2 separate regions of the Danio rerio genome follow, and region 1 is linked to region 2. The links are chromatin contacts, called in public Hi-C maps. All regions are on one chromosome and are shown on one strand. Each heading gives the region's core, a stretch centred on a gene start, on an enhancer-like site or on the middle of the called end of the contact. The rest is flanking DNA. Distances are from core to core; before and after follow the strand shown. Region 1 holds the start of snx2 (sorting nexin 2). Region 2 holds the start of fem1c (fem-1 homolog c).

The links. Hi-C and Micro-C count contacts between places; a contact is called where the count stands out from the background.
Region 1: a contact with region 2 is called in a Hi-C map of embryo, with 16 times the contacts expected there. The contact joins the promoter of snx2 here to the promoter of fem1c in region 2. A contact is called at or near these places in 3 of 18 Hi-C or Micro-C datasets (all in embryo) and 1 of 4 datasets of contacts at active chromatin or transcription factors (caudal fin).

Annotation. Positions count from the first base shown.
Region 1 is chr8:507,140-512,235 of GRCz12tu, forward strand. It overlaps snx2 (sorting nexin 2), which reads left to right and starts at 3,798. Exons shown (of 15, transcript NM_001037698.1): 1 at 3,798-3,959. The coding sequence starts at 3,861. The region is part of intron 23 of dmxl1 (Dmx like 1); the gene reads left to right. The region is part of intron 1 of LOC141375560 (a long non-coding RNA gene); the gene reads right to left.
Region 2 is chr8:110,293-115,583 of GRCz12tu, forward strand. It overlaps fem1c (fem-1 homolog c), which reads right to left and starts at 3,983. Exons shown (of 3, transcript NM_198145.2): 1 at 3,731-3,983; 2 at 1,434-2,003. The coding sequence starts at 1,977. It overlaps tmed7 (transmembrane p24 trafficking protein 7), which reads right to left. Exons shown (of 4, transcript NM_212912.2): 3 at 5,275-5,291; 4 at 4,517-5,110. The coding sequence ends at 4,874.

The sequences.
Region 1 (5,096 bases), core at 2,548-5,047, 400 kb after region 2:
TATTTACACACACACACACACACACACACACACACACACACACACACACACACACACACACATTAATAGCAATTAAAAATAACACTAGGCGTTTCAGTTTCTTACAGATCATACCGGTTTTGGTTATTATAACCTGCATCATGTCTATCTATCCATCTATCTATTTACAAGTTTGTGTACAGTGTGTCCTTTATAACACTTTTTTAATTATGAACGTTACTAACTATAGGTTATTTCTCAGTTTCCTGTAAGGATGGAGTGACAAGAGAGATCAGCGTGTTTCAAGTCAATGAGGGGCTCAGAGAAGCTGCATAGCTTGAATAGGATGTTATTTATGCTAAAGATGACATGATAATCCAGCTCATCTACAAACACTTCAAAATGATTCAGATCATTCAAGAGGAAGCCGACTTTATTTTCTCTTTTTACCTGCCAAGATGACTACAGATTTGAACAAAACACACACTCACCCACACACACAACTTTTATTTTGATAATTGTTTAATGTAGTATTTTTACACTTTACTGTAAGGCAGGGGTGTCAAACTCAGTTCCTGAAGGCCCGTAACCCTGCACGTTTTTAGTTGCAACCCTGCTTCAACACACTTAAGTGAAAGTTTCAAACAAACCTGAAGGACTCAATTAGTTTGATCAGGTGTGTTTAATTAGGGTTAGAACTAAACTTTGCAAAGCTGCAGCCCTCCAGGAACTGAGTTTGACACCTGTTCTGTAAGGGAATGTAAATAAAAATAAATAATTGTCAAATAAAATTTACAGTCCAAATAAGTGCAGTGCAAATGTCTAGTTACTTGTATTGAAATATTTCAGGGTTTTTCCTTGTTCATAATGAGATGGAGGTGGTAAATCCAACTTCATCATTACCCATCAAATGTTATCTCCTCTTTAATACTTTGCTCAAGCCTTTACTAATGGTCAGAAAGCAGGCCGTTGTGTAAAGCTGGTTGATGCTCGCTGTAATAGAGAGAGATGATGACTGTTCAGCTTATGTTGCTTAACCCTGCAGATGAGATGCTCAAAGTGGACCCTCAGCCGAGCGATGGACACTGTCTCCCTCACCTAGTTGCTCTTCCTTTGAACACACATATCATGTTGAAGGATGCAAGTTGTGGACCTAAATCAGATGTAATGCATGTAGATGTATAAATTAGAAAGAAATGAAACTGCTTTAAAATGTATTAGGTTTTACATATAAATGCGTGTTCTTAACAGATTTGTTTCAACTTGGTATTTGCATAATAAATGGCATTAGAATGTTTAGTTTTAAACAGATAGCTATATTTCAATTTTTTCAAATTTATATATTTATATATAATATATATATATACATATAAGTGTACTTCAATTTATTAAAGTTCATGCTAGTTAATACTACAGTGTGCTGTTGCATTCATTAACAAAGTTGTAGATACTGCAATATATACAGTATAATACAGTTTATTATAGTTAGTATGGTTCAAAAACGTAATATTGTTTACTATAAATACTATTACAACTTCTTATTTCATGTGGGTTGAATCGTATCTTTAGAACCATATAACATGATTGAAAGCAGCTCCTAGATAACTCATAACTGTTTCTTATATAAAAAACAAACTAGAGAAGCACCCAGCACAGTCCTTAGCTTAGCGAACAGTATTGAACATATAGATAATTATTAAAAAATCATAACTTAACCTCTGATTGCTCGAGGCCTCCAACAACGTGAGCTGCCCTGTGTGCTGACAAACAGAAACGCCCCATCTCTTTGGCTGGCTGTAGCCAATAAACTGGCTTTGCTGCTCTTTTACTGGTATGTACATTACAGTAGAATTAATGATATTTAACAAAAATCTTTTCAGAAAATAGTTTAAATAAACCCTAAATAATAAAATAATCGTGGCAAATGATTATTTTGCACCTCAGTCCTGTTGGCTGCTGGCATTGTTCATTGGTCAGGCTTCAGCCAATCAAACAGCTTTACACCAGCCCCGCCCCTCCCCCGGCCCGCGCTGCTCACGCCTCTGCATCTGCGAGTGCACAGATGAGTTCTGCTACAGAGATCGCGGGAGATGTGTAGCAAAAGTCAGAGCGCGGGAGATTTGTAGTTGTACTGACGAATCTGAGAGGTTGTAAGTGCCGACCTGTGGTTGTAGAATGGAGATGCAGTCAAATTTGCCGTGCACACGTGTGTCTGTCACTTTGTATTTGTGAATGACATTTTACAAATACACAACTATTAATCTGCAACTTCCAATTCAAAACACAAGTGTGTGGATTGTTGTGTGTGTGCGCAAATCGAGGATTTCAGCTGTTCACATCAGAGCTGTAAGTGTACATTTCAACCTACACATACAAATATTATTATCACAAGTGCTCACATTTACATTTGCAAGCTCTCGAGTATTGCTACTAATTTACTTTCATAAAGAAATGTCCACTGTGCTGAGCGAAAGTGCTTCTTTACAGAACAGCGCTGCATTGATGACGCAAACGTGCCCAGGCCAGAATGCAATGTGAGTGCGGCCATCCAAGGAGACGGGAGGGAGGACAAGCGTGCAAAAAAAGGATCCAATAGGCACAACAGAGTTATCATCGGCAACTATATAAGGTACACCTGTCCAACTGCTTGTTAGCACAAATTTCTAATCAGCCAATTACACCGGGTGCCGCTCCTGTCAGCTAAGAACAGGAAACTGAGGCTACAATTCACACAGACTCACCAAAACTGGACAATAGAAGATTGGAGAAACGTTGCTGCTCTGATGAGTCTCCATTTCTGCTGACACATTCAGATGCTCGGCTCAACAACATGAAAGCATGGATCATCCTGCCTTGTATCAGCGGTTCAGGCTGGTGGTGGTGGTGGTGTAATGGTGTGGGGGAGATTTTCTTTGGGTCCATTAGTACCAATTGAGCATCAACGCCACAGCCTACCTGAGTATTGCTGCTGACCATGTCCATCCCTTTATGAGCACAGTGTCTCCATCTTCTGATGGCTACTTCCAGCAGGATAACGCAGCATGTCATAAAGCTCAATCATCTCAGACTGGTGTCTTGAACATGACGATGAGTTCACTGTACTCAAATGGCCTCCACAGTCACCAGAGCTCAATCCAATAGAGCAGCTTTGGGATGTGGTGGAACGGGAGATTGGCATCATGGATGTGCAGCCGACAAATCTGCAGCAACTGTGTGATGCTATCATGACAACATGGAGCAAAATCTCTGAGGAATATTTCCAGTAGCTTGATGAATCTCTGACATGAAGGATTAAATAAATTCTGAAGGCAAAAGGGGGAACAACCTGGTACTAGTCAGGTGTACCTAATAAAGTGGAGTGGGTAAAGCAAAAATAATAAATAAACCACGTGACCAGACGTTCTGCGGCTGCGCGTCACTGTTTAGATGGAATACAGCTGCGGATACTCTCATTAAGATAGCATGTTTGTGGCTCTGTACAACAATAGTTTTGCCCCCACCATGGTTTGGTGGGGGCAGGCGCTTATTAAATACAATGTAATAGGTATTTTAATAAGCAATATGAATATTACTCGGTATAATTACTGTTTTTACATTACTGGGATTGTTGGGTTAAGGGTTAGGGTACGAGTTTACGTTAATGAAATACAACCAATGGGTATTTAATAAATATAGTATATAAATAATTCTCGTTAACTTCCGGCCGCAGCTGTATCCCTTTCAGCAGCAACCGCTGTGTTCTGCGGGCAGTGATGAGTCTGCGCAGTGAGGGCGGAGCGTGAGCCGCATGAAGCGCTTCTGTCATGAGACTCAGTCACATGATAATCTTGATCTCTGTCTGTTTCTCCGCCTGAGACTTTATTCATCTGCTGTTGTTGAAGATGTCGGAGGACCGAGAGCCTCCACCGGTGACCGGGCAGCAAAACGCGGAGCAGGAGGACTCTGAGGCCGCGGAGGAGCTGTTCGTCAGCGTGATGGAGGTGAGCTGAAACTGCTGACCGACACGCGCTCCTCCTGCTCGGAGAACACAGACACACGTTGATATTCATAATCAGTCAAACGTCAGTCATTTATGTCACACAATTCTGACAGATTTCATTCAATTTCTGGAGTGTAGAGAAGATGCGGAGAGCGCATGCGCAGGCTGCTGTGGCACATCAACACTGCGCAGCATCAGCGCAGAAACTCCTCATTCATTCAGTAAACAAATGTAGAATATCGCTGTCAGGTCAACATCACACGCGTTTATGAAACTATTATTGAGGTAAAGTTGGCTTTTTATTCTCACATTCGTTCAGTGACTACTCGTGACCTGGTCCCTATATTGTTTATCACGCTACTATGAATATTAGGTCTAAAATCGACTTCAAAACAACGTTTTAATTGAATAAAACCTATTATAATCATTGACAGAGCAGTGCTGTGATTTAATAGACACTGCCTGATTATATGATTCACTACCTAGAGTTTGCACTAAGGAATACTTATTGAAATGTTATAATTAAGTCCGAATGTGTGATAATAAAACTAACTTAGCCTCAATGAAACTAATTAAGATAATTAATAACATTAACAAGCAAAACCAAGAGGAAGACTAGCGACAGAATGGCTGCAATACTGAATAGCGCAGTAAGTGTAGTCTGGTCATGTGTTCAGTCACGTGTTTGACTCTAAACACCGTCAGGATGAGCAGAGAAAAAAAAATCTAATATTTGATTAAGAATTAAATATTCAGGCACTTTATTCCTCACAATAGCTGTGTAACGGATCACAAATCTCATTGTTCAGATCACATTATGGCTTTTTAGTGACGGATTGCACCATTTTTCGGATCAACCAAAAAGGGGAGGAGATAAATGTCATTTCCGTTCCATTTATGGACCCTTTGTATTAAGCCCGGTTTATACTTCTGCGTCAAGTGACCGGCGTAACCCACGGCGCATGCAACGCACGTAGCTGTGCATTTATACTTCTGCTGCTGTCTCTGTTGGTCTGCATTAACACTTCCGAAACGCTAGTTGGCAGTGAGGTGTAAATGTTCCTCTGTGTCGAGTTTCTTCGCTGCTGTTTTGTTTTTTTCTGAACACTTCCGGGATGTACAAGTGACTCAAACTCGC
Region 2 (5,291 bases), core at 2,733-5,232:
GCAGGTGTGCAGTGATGTGTTTGCAGGTGATGTGTTTGCAGGTGTGCAGTGACGTGGATGCAGGTGTGCAGTGACGTGGATGCAGGTGTGCAGTGATGTGTTTGCAGGTGTGCAGTGATGTGGATGCGGGTGAAGAGGATGCAGGTGATGAGGATGCAGGTGTGCAGTGATGTGGATGCAGGTGTGCAGTGATGTGGATGCAGGTGTGCAGTGATGTGGATGCAGGTGTGCAGTGATGTTGATGCGGGTGATGAGGATGCAGGTGTGCAGTGATGTGTTTGCAGGTGTGCAGTGATGTGTTTGCAGGTATGCAGTGATGTGGATGCAGGTGTGCAGTGATGTGTTTGCAGGTATGCAGTGATGTGTTTGCAGGTATGCAGTGATGTGGATGCAGGTGTGCAGTGATGTGGATGCAGGTGTGCAGTGATGTGGATGCAGGTGTGCAGTGATGTGTTTGCAGGTATGCAGTGATGTGTTTGCAGGTGTGCAGTGATGTGGATGCAGGTGTGCAGTGATGTGTTTGCAGGTATGCAGTGATGAGGATGCAGGTGTGCAGTGATGTGTTTGCAGGTATGCAGTGATGTGGATGCAGGTATGCAGTGATGTGGATGCAGGTGTGCAGTGATGTGTTTGCAGGTATGCAGTGATGTGGATGCAGGTGTGCAGTGATGTGGATGCAGGTGTGCAGTGATGTGTTTGCAGGTATGCAGTGATGTGTTTGCAGGTGTGCAGTGATGTGGATGCAGGTGTGCAGTGATGTGGATGCAGGTGTGCAGTGATGTGGATGCAGGTGTGCAGTGATGTGTTTGCAGGTGTGCAGTGATGTGTTTGCAGGTGTGCAGTGATGTGGATGCAGGTGTGCAGTGATGTGTTTGCAGGTGTGCAGTGATGTGGATGCAGGTGTGCAGTGATGTGTTTGCAGGTGTGCAGTGATGTGTTTGCAGGTGTGCAGTGATGTGGATGCAGGTGTGCAGTGATGTGTTTGCAGGTGTGCAGTGATGTGTTTGCAGGTGTGCAGTGATGTGGATGCAGGTGTGCAGTGATGTGTTTGCAGGTGTGCAGTGATGAGGATGCAGGTGTGCAGTGATGAGGATGCAGGTGTGCAGTGATGTGTTTGCAGGTGTGCAGTGATGAGGATGCAGGTGTGCAGTGATGTGGATGCAGGTGTGCAGTGATGTGTTTGCAGGTGTGCAGTGATGTGTTTGCAGGTGTGCAGTGATGTGGATGCAGGTGTGCAGTGATGTGTTTGCAGGTGTGCAGTGATGAGGATGCAGGTGTGCAGTGATGAGGATGCAGGTGTGCAGTGATGTGTTTGCAGGTGTGCAGTGATGAGGATGCAGGTGTGCAGTGATGTGGATGCAGGTGATGAGGATGCAGGTGTGCAGTGATGTGTTTGCAGGTGTATATGATCAGTGATAATAGCAGAACTCCACCTTTGACGCTCCTGCGGTTGACGTCGGCTCCTTTCTCCAGCAGGAACTGTGCGATCTCACGGTGGCCTTTATAGCAGGAGATCATCAGGCAGGTGTGCCCATGCCGGTTTGCCACCTCAAGGTCCGCCTGGTGCTCCACCAGGTAGCGCACAATGTCCAGATGTCCGTCGAAGCAGGCGGCGCGCAGCGGGGTGGAGTTGGTGAGGGTGGTGTTGTTAACGGAGGCTCCGTGGCCCAGCAGAGACTGCACCACCTTCAGGTGTCCTGCAGCGGAGGCGGCCCACAGCGGCGGCGCGCCCTCGATCACCTCACCGTCGAAGTTAACGGATCCGCCGAGCTCCACGGGCGCGCAGCAGCACTCCATCAGGAACTCCACCAGCTCCAGGTGCCCGTAGCGGGACGCCATCAGCAGCGGCGTGGCTCCGTTGGTCTTCTCCGCCATCAGTTTCAGCACCTCGCGGTCGCTCTTGTTCTCCAGCAGCTTCTGCAGCAGCTTCAGCTTGCCGTCGCGGGCGGCGTTGAAGACTGCGGTCTTCAGATCCATGGCATAGGGTTCCCTGAGGCTGCGTCCTAATAACACAACACAGCATTAGCACTCAGTGTGGTGTAACACACCAGCTGCTGAAGACTCACGCTGACATTTTATAAATTAATATAATAGTTCAAATAAACCCACACGCCAGTGATGTACCCCGACTCTTCCTGTGTGTGTGTGTGTGTGTGTGTGTGTGTGTGTGTGTGTGTGTGTGTGTGTGTGTGTGTGTGTGTGTGTGTGTTTCTGACAGTGTTACAGAATAAAAATCCATTCATTCTCCTTCGGCTTAGCCCATTTATTTACCAGGGGTCGCCACAGTGGAATGAACCGCCAACTATTCCAGTATATGTTTTACACAGCGGATGCCCTTTCAGCCGCAACCCACTACTGGGAAACACACACACAGTCATACACTACGGCCAGTTTATCAGTTGATCAGTTCCCCTATAGCGCATGTGTTTGGACTGTGGGGGAAACCGGAGCACCTGGAGGAAACCCACACCAACACGGGGAGAACATGCAAACTCCACACAGAAACACCAACTGACCCAGCCGGGACTCAAACCAGAGACATTTTAGTGTAGCATTCTCTCCCAGTGACTTGCAATGTGTGTGCCTCGGTTGCCTAGCCACTTCCTGCTAGCAAAAACACTAAACTAACTTAGCTTCACACATTTCAGTCTTCAAAACATGTCCAGCGTGATGAGCAAGTGTTCGCTCTCCTGCATGTGAGGTGGGCACCCCTGTGGGCAGGTACAGAAGACTATAGCGACAGACACTCAGAGGCCGACTCTAACACTGTGATAGAAGCTTTGTGTGTAAAGTCGTCCGATATGGCCATTCTACTAACAGATTTCCGGTGTTGACGTCTGCGTGAGCCGGAACTGTGGTGTTGTTTATTCCAGCATGATGACGTGTTCCAGCTTAACTGAATATTGAGCAGGGGGCGGGGTTTATTTTGAGCTCCGCCTTTCACTTACACACTACAGTCTGAAGCACTATGCAGACAATGCGCACACTACTGTTGGTTGGGTTTAGTGCTGTGGGAGGTGTCGACGTTAATAACACACAGTTCAATGTTAATTTAATAATCATTGTAAATAATTAGTGTTTCCAGCATGAGCTGCTCGATTTCACTCACAGCAAACTGACGGTTGGAGAGGCGTGGCTAGGAATTATTCGGCCAATCAGAGCATGACTGCTGCTGCAGATTTTGACTGTTGGGTTAGTTTTCATCATCGCTTGTTCTCCCTAGCACTGACAATGTCAACAGCATACTAAACGCGACAGTCTGAGGTCATGTGGACGCTAAACACGAGTTAAAGTCTTCATTTGCTGAACAGGAGTTTGGCTTTACAGCAATACAGACGGCAGAGCTCCAGTATACTGTAGTCAAACAGCAGCAGCACTGACTGGCTCTGCTCATATCGGGAATACCCGCACAGGGATGAGTGTTATGATCATGTCGGGAAGTAGATCAGCACTGATCTGAGTTCAGTTCAGGCAGAGTCTCTGTAATATTATATCAGTGTTAGTGAGCGAATAAATCAGAAGTGTGTGTCAATCCTCGGCAGACAGCATCCCGTGTTTATTTATTAGAGAACTGTAAAAACACGACCAGTGCTCGGTTTAGACACACGGTTACCGTCCGGTGCGGGGGACTACGGCGGGTAAAGCTCGCTCTCTGACGGAATAATCGGTGTGTAAAGCTCGGCTTCCTCCTGTAATCAACATCGGTGTTTAATGTGTTTATAGGCCTCACCGCTGCGCTCGCTCCCCCGGCCTCGGTGTCCGGTAACGGCCCGTTTCTCCGTGCTGACCGGCTGCTCGGTGTGGTCGGGTGTCAGTCGGTGAGCTGACGGAACTTTAGCTCATGTCGAGTCCAAAACCACAAAAAGATAAAAATAGCGCGTCGCTGCGGCGCTTCCTCCTCCGCTTCCTGTGCGCTGGAGCGCGATCCTCTGCGTTTAACGCCCCTCAGCGCGACACTAACCCACTCTGAAGCTCCGGATTTCGGCTTTTTGCTTTATTTCTGTCCATTTCTGCCGTCAGTTCGAGGCTCCGTTTCGCCTGGACGCGCGTCTGAAGCAGCAGCGGCCCGAGGGTTCCGCCTCCCGCGAGTGATTGACAGCTCGACGGGCCAATCAGCGCCGCGCATAAAGCCTTTCCATTTAAAGGTAACGCAGCAGTCACGACGCGCGCGCCAGAACACCGCGGACGGACGACGCGCCTCCGGTGCGAGAGAAAACAGTCGTGTTTCAGTCACTAATGACGAGCGTCGGCGGACAGAAGCGCTGAGACAAACCAGCCGTCAAACACAGCTCTCAGGCGGACAGCGCCCGCTAGAGGAGCGCAGAGGAACAGCACTGATCCAGGAACAGCACGACACTCAATTACTGCAGTCAAGACGAACAGATCCAACCAGTTTTATTTTTACATTCTCTCTCACACACACACACACACACACACACACACACACACACACACACAAGGGAATGGTTGTGTCTGAATGTGTGAGATCCTCTGAGGAGTCAGTGAAGAGCCGTGAGATCTTCCTCCACATTTATTAACCCAAATCAACAAGAAAATAAACAACACACACCACTATTAAAAACAAAACAGAAGCACAACTAATATAAAACACACCGATCACATCAGAACAACACAACGGATTATTTCTGACATCATACAGCAAATAAATGAGTGTGTGTGAGTGTGTGCGTGTGTGTGTGAGTGTGAGAGTGTGTGTGTGTGTGTGTTGCTCTGTGGAAACTGAACTACTGTTTATGATGAAGCGTCTGCGCATCCGATAATTCACACACACACACACACACACACAGAATAAATTAGGGTGATGTTTGGTCTGCAGGGTGCGTGTGCAGCTGCAGCATTCCTCCAGGGTTCTTCAGGAGCCCATGCGGGTGGTGGTGGTCTTGCGGTCGGAGAAGAAGGAGCGCAGCAGCAGCACCTGACTGACGCTCACCACCAGCAGGATCAGCGCCTCCCCGACCGACCAGAAGGCCACTCTGCTGTTCAGGTCTTCAGCGCGGCTGCGGCCCTGAGCCTCGCGCAGCCGGAAGTGTGTCTGATAGTCCATCACCGACTTCAGCGCCTCATGGATCGACACACACGCTGACTCCATCTGGAACAACAGCAGAGTGAGACACGATAACACACACACACACACACACACACAATCTAAATTCATAAATTCTGAAGTGTTCTCAGGTGTGTGATGTAGTGAAGAGGAGTGTGGTCCAGCAGCGTGTGTGTGTGTGTGTGTGTGTGTGTGCATCTCCACCTCACCTGTGTCAGTGCCGTGA